Linked DNA regions of Mus musculus: region 2 is linked to region 1. The links are chromatin contacts, called in public HiChIP or PLAC-seq maps. All regions are on one chromosome and are shown on one strand. The core of a region is the stretch at or near the end of the contact, and the rest is flanking DNA. Distances in the headings are between cores, read along the strand shown.

Evidence for each region. HiChIP or PLAC-seq counts read pairs in DNA pulled down with a chosen protein or histone mark.
Region 2: a contact with region 1 is called in an H3K27ac HiChIP or PLAC-seq map of oligodendrocyte precursor cells, with 20 times the contacts expected there. The contact joins the promoter of Myef2 here to the enhancer-like site in region 1. A contact is called at or near these places in 8 of 39 promoter capture datasets (the 3T3-L1 cell line, the C10 cell line, cranial neural crest and 4 more) and 2 of 115 datasets of contacts at active chromatin or transcription factors (astrocytes and oligodendrocyte precursor cells).

The regions. Positions count from the first base shown.
Region 1 is chr2:123,347,543-123,352,726 of GRCm38.p6, forward strand. No RefSeq gene overlaps it. Among named protein-coding and RNA genes, the nearest start is that of Gm34430, 420 kb to the left of the region's middle. Within about 2 kb of position 2,534, at least 34 of the 459 cell types and tissues checked have an H3K27ac peak or open chromatin away from gene starts, as enhancers often do. A contact at or near this core is called in astrocytes and oligodendrocyte precursor cells, where this site is marked.
Region 2 is chr2:125,120,413-125,125,596 of GRCm38.p6, forward strand. It overlaps Myef2 (myelin basic protein expression factor 2, repressor), which reads right to left and starts at 3,248. Exons shown (of 16, transcript NM_010852.2): 1 at 2,973-3,248. The coding sequence starts at 3,106. It overlaps Gm46759 (a long non-coding RNA gene), which reads left to right and starts at 3,232. Exons shown (of 2, transcript XR_001783448.2): 1 at 3,232-3,682; 2 at 4,377-5,184.

The sequences.
Region 1 (5,184 bases), core at 1,284-3,783:
GCTTCTAGAGATTTCACCCCTTCTAAAGGGACTCATGGAGTAGATGGCAGCCATTTAAAACACGCTGATAGCTCAATGGGTGCACACCTGGAGGTGAGCTTGGAGCTTGAGTTCAATAGAAAAGCTTTGTAGGTTTCATGGTGTCCTACTATGTATCAGAATTGCAGCTTTTGTTCCTTAAACAAATGCCTGAATTAGGATGAATGTCCATGGGCTCAGTTTTGCATGTTAGGCCCTAGGTCTAATCCTTGTTACTAAACACACACACACAAACACACACACACATACACAATAGTAAATGTCTCCATATGACTGTTCTTTGTACCATATTTCAGCACTGGTATTTTAAATCTGATTCAGTCTCCCTGTGGGCACATTTCTACTTATGACATGCGAAGCAGGCACATGGCTTCTTGGCTTCCATTTAGTCTGTGATATGAACACCATGTATGCGTGCTTAGTTTTTACTACTTATAGACATATCCAGAATAATGTGTCATTGAGGCCAGCATCCAAGTGTTCAGACCATTTATTAGTTCATACTGCTGAGTATATGGTTCATGGTTCAGCAAAAAGGTTTAGAATATCCATATTCACATGAGTGAAGGGGCTCCAGACTCAGAGACTTTCTTCCAAGAAGGGACGAGAGCTAGTCTAGACATAGAAGTGGATAGGGAAGAAGGAGAAAATTAAAATACCCAAAAGTCAGATATCAAAACCAAAATCAATGGTGAAGGATAAAAGCCACGACTGGTGATATATGACTGTCATCCCACTTATGAAGGAATCTGTAGGTCAAAGACTGCAGATCAAGGCCAGAGTGGATTACACAGCAAGAACCAGAAGAAGCAAAAGCCCAACAGCATTGATGACTCATTAGAAGTGCTTTGCTGTGACAGCATGAGGACCTGAGTTCAATTCCCCACAGCCATGGAAAAAGCCAAATGTGGTGACATGTGCCTGAAATCCCAGTGCTGGGAGCCAGGGTCAGGAGGACTCTGGGTCTCACTGGTCAGCCAGTCTAGACAGTTCCACAAAATATTCTCTGTCAAAACATAGAGTGAAACACAGTTGAGAAAGATGTTTGAAGTTGACATCTAGACTCTGTGCACATGAATGTTCACATGTACACATGAATGTTCATGTGCATGTGCCTCAAACAAACAAGTATATATACCACATGCACAAATTAATCTTTTAAAAGGCATAGAACAATGGAAGAACACATATAATACCAACTTCTGATCTCTGTATATGCACTTAGGGGCAGTTACATACACAGATATATCGCATAGGCATGCATGAGTGGGCACACATGTGCACATGCGTGAACACACACACACACACACACTCCAAGCAGAAAATTTAAAAATGTAGTTTTATAAACTTTATCCCTATAACTTCTTACACCTGTTTGTATCACTATAGTGTGAACAAAAGTTTAATAGTTAAAATTTGGCTTTCTCATGAAAAAAAAAAAGCTTCCATCTTCATTAGTAAGGGTCACTTCAAAGATCCTAATTCAGAGCACACAAAGATGTTAACCCAAAACTTAAGAAAGCATACCCTAAATCCGATGTAGGGCTGAATAATTCTTACCTTCCTGAGTCCTTCACACAATAGAGTTATTACTCTAGAAAGCAACTGGAGGCCATTCCAATCTGGCCCATCCTTCATGCCTTCAAAGCAGGATGCCCATGCAATAACACTGCCCTGTAATGACTGCTATCATTAACCACTCTTCATAGCAGTCCTAATGCAGAAAGTGGAGTCAACAACAGATTGTATTAAGTAGACTGAGAACACACTGAAGTGAGCAGAAAGGAGATTCTTGTCAGGCTAAATAAAGTAACATTTGGTCAAACATTTCTACAATGGCGATTATAGAGCTTGCCCTAATCAGCAGGCAGTCCTAGGAGAAATTTTTCTTTTTTTTTTTTCCTACCTCATAAGACGTTTCTCCAGTGTTGTTTCTTTATCCTGTGACTAATAAAGTATACTTATCAATCGAATTATTGAAAAGAAAATTTTACATTAGCCAACTGAAATTATAATTAAAATTGCAAAAAGCTTCTGTGTAAATAGTGCCAATATTTCCAGGGACCAATCCAGAGCGGACAGACATCATGATTTAGATTTGATGAGTAATTTTCCTTGGCCATGTGGCACCAAAAACATCATCCAGCTCAGACCTTCCTCTGATTTCCACTTAGGTCTAATGGTTGAATAATCATGGCTCATGAGTTTATCTCTGATACCAGTCCCAGCAGACAGTTTATTAGCCGACTCCGCAGGCTGCAGGGCTGTCATCTGCGGTTATAGCGATTGTCTGTTTTAAATACCACAGCTGTTGGTGTTTTTATTTATTTATTCATGATTTCATTCCTGCCTCACCCACATTTCTGATGCTCAAAGGCAGGCTATTTTCCTTTTCTCTTTGAATTGTGAAAGGCCACTGTGACAGCCTCTAGCCCAGGCTGTGGAGTGTCACACAGGGTCCCATGGTGCTGAACAAAAAGCCATGTCTTCCTGAGTCAGGCAAAGCTCTTTATGAGAGCAGAGCCTGCTGTTGGGCTCTTTCTCCAGCGATGAGTGGCAGCCATGAATAGGATCCGATCAAGGCTCTGCGCCAATGAGACCCCTCTTCACGTATTTCTTGGCCATGAGAGTAGAACCCCTATGAAAAATGCAAATGTCCAGGCCTCCACTCTGTTCCACAGCAAGGCAGCACTGTGAATAGACATAGGAAGCCCTGTCATGGGCAGTTTCAAAATTCAGCTGAGGCGAGAGTTTGCTCACAATGCATAGCATCTCCATTGAGTGGGAGGGAGATAAGATTGCATTGAGCAGATGAAATTATTTCATTTGTCTTCAGGAAGACATGGTGACTCAGGGTGGATATAGGACATAAAAATAAAATTCAAAGCTAAAGCAAACACACCTAGACCCCTGCCTTCTGATTCAGCTCCGTCATGGGCCTCATGGTCTTGTAATTTAAGCATAATCTAGAATTAAGTAGGGGCTGTTGCTGCTGCTAGAGAGCTGATTTATGAAACCTGGACATGTCCTGACTACCAAAATCCTGCTCTTCTCAGGCAAGGAAATATACCCTGCCCCCAATATTCCACCCGTAAATAAAACAGCGCCTTTCTCGAAAGAGGAGAGGGGTGATATCTTATATTTTATAACTTAAGCTTGTGGTCACGTGGTGAAAATATGAACTCACTTTGAAAGGTAACTAGTTAAGCTCAGTCATTTCCTCTGAGAGGACTTGGACCCATCACAGGAACGTAGAAGGATCAGAATGTTGGCTCAATAAATAATGGTATGTGCCATGCAAGCCTGTTCACCTGAATCCAATCCTCAGAACCCATGTAAAGACGGAAGCAGAGAACTGACTCCATAAGGTCAGCCTCTGGCCTCTGTAGGTATAAAGTCAAATACCCCACCACCAACCCATTCCCAGCAATGCAGAGTAGAAACTAGTGGTATTTCATCCATTTCTTAGTCCCTTGAGAAATGATCTACCAGTTTCTTGTACTGGAGAGGAAGCCATACTCTGGAAGCACTACCCTCCTTCACTGCTATCAACACCTTTTACCTCCTCTGTTCTTTACTGAGCACATTGATAAAACAGCAGTGAGAGTCAACATGCTGGTTAGTAGTGGGTGCTGAGACTGGAGGATTGTAGTTTTACTAACATTTCATTAATATTGCTCTCAAAATAACGGGAGAACTATATAGCATTGTAAGCAGAGACAAATCTGCATGCCTGCTCTAGACACCGACCCTGAAATTAAGTTGAAATCAGATAACAATGTATTTTATGAACCAGTTCAACATTAGCATCCCTCTTTTTCTCATACGTATTTGCTAATGCTTTGCAGACTCTGTCTCCTTCCAAAACTCTAGGAGATTATAGGCTGTGTGCTGATGTGGTAACCTATGGACAAAGCAGTTTCATTGTTGCCATCATAGAGATGTGATGTGCACACTGATGCACATACACAGGGATGTAATGCACAAACTGATGCACATACACACACTTACATGGACATACATATGCAAAGATACACACAAACACATACCATTCACCCAGATGCATGTATACATTCACAGAAAAAATGCATAAACAAACATAAAAAGACAGACATATGCACATACATCCATATGTACACACATACTGATAAACATATGTAAACATGTAGATGAACACACATTCATACACATATATACAAAAATACCATGAATACAGATATACATATACAGACATTTGTGTACACAGTGACCCATATACACCCACATCCACACATAAAAAACAAATATAATAATACACATGCAGACATATAACACATATCATGGCTGAACACGTATATACACAGATGCTCATTATACTGAGAGATACATATGAGCATACACACAGATACATATGCATATTTATGCATTAAGAGGGGGCACACACATAAATTATTAATGTTATTTTATTATAAGTTTCTGTGCTCAGAAATGCTTGTTAAGCTTTTGACAATCATTGCTGCTTGCCTACTAATGAATGATGGAAATGTTTATATATTTAAACTATTTAGTGAGTATTTTCTAATCTTGTTGGCTCCACTTTAATACAGTTGGCATCTAGCTAATTTTCATCATGGAGACATGTATTCTCCAAAATCATGGTAGCCACTGCTCAAAGATCTCTGGATTTGCTGCAAAGCCTGGTGCCCACAAGGCAGCCAAAGTGAGTTCTGAAAAGTGAGGCCAAACGAACAATTCTGGCTCATAGGTCTGCTGGGGCTCTACAATTCACTAGAGGAAAGCTCTCTGTAAAGGCTCACCAGGATCCATGAGGTATGGCTGTCCGTGACTGTGTCTACTGCTTTTTTTTTCTTTGCATTGCTATTGTGACCCTGATCTCTAGACTGAGATTTGGATATACCAGGTAAGTTTGAACCTTAGGGCCAACAGCCTGTTTCGCTGCTTAAGATTCTTTGTGGTCAGATATCTTGCTTGTCCTAAATCACTAGTTCTTTGAAGTTTATGGTCAAATCTTTCCTCATTCAACTATCTTGCTTAACACTGAAGCCTGCTTCCCCTTTCTATCCCTGTCTCTCTGCCTTTGGTCTCCTTTGCAGTCTCATTTCTCATCTCAAACCATTGTTATTCACTATAATTAGAATGTAAATT
Region 2 (5,184 bases), core at 1,998-4,497, 1.8 Mb after region 1:
CACACACAGGCGGACAGACAGAGGCACATAGAGAGAGAGATCCAGCGTTCAGAAGGAAAGCCTGCCAGCTACAGCAACCTGAAGGACAGTGTGCTAAGTGAAGTAAGCCAGACACAGAAAACCAAATACTGCATGACATCAACAAAACGCAAAGCATCAGGGTATAGTGATCATTACCACAAGTCTAATGAGATGTCTGCCTAAGTATACAAACTTCCAGTAACCAAGTTCTGGAGACAATGTGTAGTAAAATATTTGGAACAATTACAAAAGATGTAGCTACATGAGCTCACAGGTATATTAATTAGTTCAATTACAATAATCATTGTATAATAGCAAATCAAAACATCATGGTTTTGACCTTCACTCATGATAAAACCGATGCTTTTAATCACTTCATCCTACCCTAGTGTTGAATATTTTATAAATAGCACAATATAAATACATCTGTAATCATACAAGACTAATGAAGAGTCACAAAATAGTTACTGCTTTCCTTCCAAAACACTTCAGTGTAGACAGAGAAAACAGGATCTTTAATTCCTGTCTAGAGATGAACAAGCCAACTAAATCTTTTCCATGAGTCTCAGGATCTCAAAATGTCTTCCTCTATTTCTTCAATGGATACTCAGTGAACCTTTAACATTTAAGGTGACAGGATGAAAAGGACAGCCCCCTCTGTCTGCTGTGACTGCATTAATACAAGGTGTTCCAGTCCCAATAGCAGCACATGGCTCACTTCGAAGCAGTGGATGTTGTAAAGCAATGTCTGGTTATCAAATTTCTTTTAATGACTTATCATTGAAAGCATGGTAATCAGCCCAAAGTGTCAACCACCCCACAGGTTGTCACACTGTAGACTCACAGAAGATTCAAGTCCCTAAGTATTCACTGTGACTACCTACGCTGGCCCAGCAGAGGTGTAAGAAATTCCTTAGAGTACATTGGTCTCTACTCAACACTGAGAAAATATGGAAAGAATGAATTAGAATAAGGAAACAATCTGTATTTACTGTTAACAATTGCCCTATATTTTCTCTCCTTAAATTAGAAAATGGTTCTTTCTCACCTCTTTTCCCATCCTGCAATGCAACTGTAGACACTGTATTTTTGGGTCTAATAGAAGTTTAGATACCAGCTTCACAAATACCAACATTATAAGATTCAATGATTATTTTCTTCAGGAAAAAAAAAAAAACAAACAGTGGCACCCTCACTACTAGGTACACATTAGTAATACAACCCTGTACCCCTCAGCCCCATTGCACCCCACAGCTAGAGTCCAGATACTCTAGCCCTTTCCCAAAACACAGTGTGTGCATGGGACGTAGCACAATCTCACACACACTTCACTCTCTGCCTTACTTATAATACCTAAAACAACGCGTGTATCATGTATGCTTACTTTCCATATAGATACAATGTGGGTATTTCCAATTCACCATTAACTCCATGAATACAGAATCCAAAGACACAGAGGGTGACTATATTGTTACAGTCACTCCACTTTTTTTTTCTATTTTTAATAGCAAATCTCTGAAAAAGCCCAAGATCTGACAGGCATAAGAGATAGGCTTTCCTTGCTTTCTGATTTCTCGGTGGTTGATGCATGCACACTCTCCATCCATGAGCAAACTGCACTGACTTTCAAGCCCTGCAAATCTGATACCTGCAAAATTCTGTTCTGCTCACACGATGCTTCCTGTTCAAAAGTCACCAGGTGGGTAGGGAGACGAATGTCCATATTTAAGGTATTCCTAGCCAATTCAAAGGTAACACAACAGGCTCTGTCTAATGGAACGCTCTTAAAGTGCCTCTCCACATATATCATATATCATTTCAAAAATGAATATAGGCATCAGGAAAACAGCAAACACTGAACTTCTAAAGCTCAGGATAGGCCCCAGGGAACTGGGGTAATTCCTCTTAAATACGTTGTCAGTGGTTAAGAAAAAATATACAATGATGTCACCCTAAGAGCGAGACTGTCATAGAGAAGCTGAGGAGCACTACCCCATCTAGTTTGCAACCAATTCAATTCAGCCGGTTTCAACAGACTGGTCCAAATCACTGCCTCAAGTATTTCCACACAAAAGCCAGAAAGACATTTTCCCTTTTCTGACTTCATGTCAGAAAGCATGTGTTCACTGCTTTCTACCGTGGCAGGATGGAGAGGTGGAGGGTGTTTTAACAAATTACTGGCATTATTTTCAACTTCAGTTTTTACAGAATAAGCCATAGGAAAATAAATGTTTGCCTTCACATAGCCCCACGTGACAAGGACAGCCGAGCACAATCTGCCCCTATCCTACTGCCTTACAACTTAAGATCTTATGGATTAACGTCGACTAAATTCTCTACAGACACAGATGACAGATCCAACCTTCAGCCCTCGGGTTTTCTTCTACAAAAAAAGCACTGCATTCGGTGGAGGGGGGGTGTCATTTTGTGGCCTAGCGCCTGCCTGGAGACTGCACGAGGCCCTGGGTTGCGTTCCCAGTTTTGCCAAATTCAGATTTATATTTCAGTAATTTAATTATATCGTAAGTGAATTATAGTAAAATGAAGGCCACTACACACTGAGTTTGTGTTTTTAAAAAAATGAATAAATAAACCAGCCTGCACGGCCCACAACCATCACCGGGTGGGTGGAGGAGACCAAGTCCTCCTTTTTCGAAAGCCAATCAAGAGGAACACAATGGGTTCGGTGAGCTCTAACACTTTGGAAGCCACCACCGCACACGCGGCCCTCACCGGGGCTCGGAACCGGGCCGGGAGGGGAAAGGACCGATGATGTCATCCCTGGGTCCTCCCCGAGGATGAGGCTAGCCTCGGGCCTTTTAAAGGGGACCGTTTTTCCGCGCGCCCGAGGCCGGGGCCGCCAGCACCGCACCTGCTCCCGCCCCGGGGCCGCCCGCGCCTCCCGCCCTGCCCGGCCGCCCTCCCGCCCGGCCGCCCGGGGGAGACAATACATTTTAACGCCGTTGGCGCTGCTGCGCGGCGGTTTCTCGGGCTCGCCGGGGTGCGTGTCTCGCCGCGGCTCAGCCGGTTGCTGCTGCGAGCCGTCGTCACCCGCGGCCGCCTCGGACTTGTCGGCATCGGCCATCCCGCCGCGGGCTCCGCCTCGGCCGCGATGAGGGCTCCGAGCGCTACAATGGCGGCGGCCGGAGAAGCGGTAACGGATCGCGATTTGAAAAGGCCCCGAGCGCTCGGCGGCCGGGATCTCGCGAGAGCGGACGAGGCCCCGCGACTTGGGGAGTGAGTGGGGGCGGGGCTCCGGCGCGGCCACCTGCGGAGGGAGCGCGGGCTGCCTGGGGGGGCAGAGATGGGGGTCCTCGGGGACGGGGCCTTTGGATGAGAGGACTATGGCAGCTCCATCTCTGCGGGTGGATGCTCTACGAACCCGCCAGCGAGCACCGGTAGCTGAGGACAAGTTGACCACTTTCTTTGAGGGCTGAAGATTTTTGTAGACCTTAGCAATCAGCTAAGAGGTCGAAGTTTTTACATTCTCGGGGCAGCTATCGATTTGGACAGTCCATCATTTTCTTAAGAAAACCTGTACAAGGGGGCTGGAGGAGTTCAGCAGTTAGGATGACTTGCTGCTCTTGCCAAGGACCTGGGTTCGGTTCCCAGCACCCACATACAGGAGCTCCAACGACCTCTTCTGACTCCATAGGCGCTGGTATGTCTGTGGTGCACAGATATACATGCAGGCAAACCACACGCACACATGGAAAAAACAAATTGTTTTAAAAGAAGTCTTATACAAGACTAGCTACAAATGCATATTTTGGTTTGGATTATAGATTTTACCCCTAAATACTAAAGATTCATAAACCTGAGTGTCATGATTACACTTCACACTAAAATGGCCTTTTTCAGTTGAAAAAAAAAGCTAAGACCTCCTCAAATGTTTCCTTCTTTAAAAAAAAAGTGAACAGCATAAGGCAGACACAGTTTATTAGAGATGAGAGTCATCTACAAAATTCTGAGTTTGGCGTTCTACCCACATAGTGTCCTAAACACAACAGATACTTTTGTGTTTCTGTACTGTCACCCCTGGGGCCTAATGGTTGCAGTTAGCAGACAGGTGCTGGAATCTGGCAGAGAAAATTAGGCTTTCTCCTCGGCTGAGGCATTTCAGTTCTCCACTTCTCTTCAGGTAAAGACAGCAGTTCCTTCCCTGCAAGGTAGAGATTTAAAGAAAACACTTCATCTAGGGCCAAGTGCTACAGTATCGCAGTCTATCTCTTAAGGCTCCCATGGGGTTTCAATCAAGGAGAAACCAGATTAACCCACCCCACCCCACCTCAACCCTAGATTTCAAAGTATTCACTATTCCATGTATTCTTTTGTTACCATTGAATTTCTCCAAGGAACTCCATCTGACAGTCCTGGACTAGTAGATTCCTGCAAAAACCTTTTTCACATTTCAACACTTTTCAAGAGTTCATCGTGACCAAACCATAATAGAAGGTTCGGAAGGGACACTAGAGCTCTGCTGGAGGAGGACTTTGGGAAACAGCACTATTCAAGAGCTGTAATCGAGCTAAAAGCACAATTTAATTAAACACACACATGAGACTTACCCATACTCCAGAGTATGCCAATTTAAATATCCCATTAAAAGAGCTATTCTTAATGACTGAGCTTTGGGGGGCAGTGTCTTGGAATTTCCAACCCCAATAAGCCTATCTTAAAAAAAAAAAAAAAAACCACGTAATCCAGTTATTATAAGTATAAGATATAAGCCTAGATTGGGCAGATCTAACACTATACTAACATTCCCCAGCTATAAGACCCCTTGCTACTTGTGGTTTCTCCTGGCCACGTGGTTCTGCTCCAACATGGCTATTGTCCTCACTGTCTTCCTTCCTCCTCTCGTCCTCCCTCTTCCCTACTTGTGCCCATTCTCAGAGATCTCCCGTTCTTCCTATCCCACCACTGCCCAAAAAACGGGCTCTCGCCTTTATTGACCAGTTAAAATGGGAAGGTTCGCAGGACTTCACCTGCTGCGACTGCTCTAGGGGGCAACCCCTCTGGAGGAAGCAGAATTAACATCAGAATACAAACAGCACCAGGACAACCCACAACCAAGCAGGATTTAAACTGTGAGCCTAAGATAAATGGCTCTCTGCCTACCCTTTAGCCCCAATCTTGTGAATTCATAAAGAGCTAAGGGTT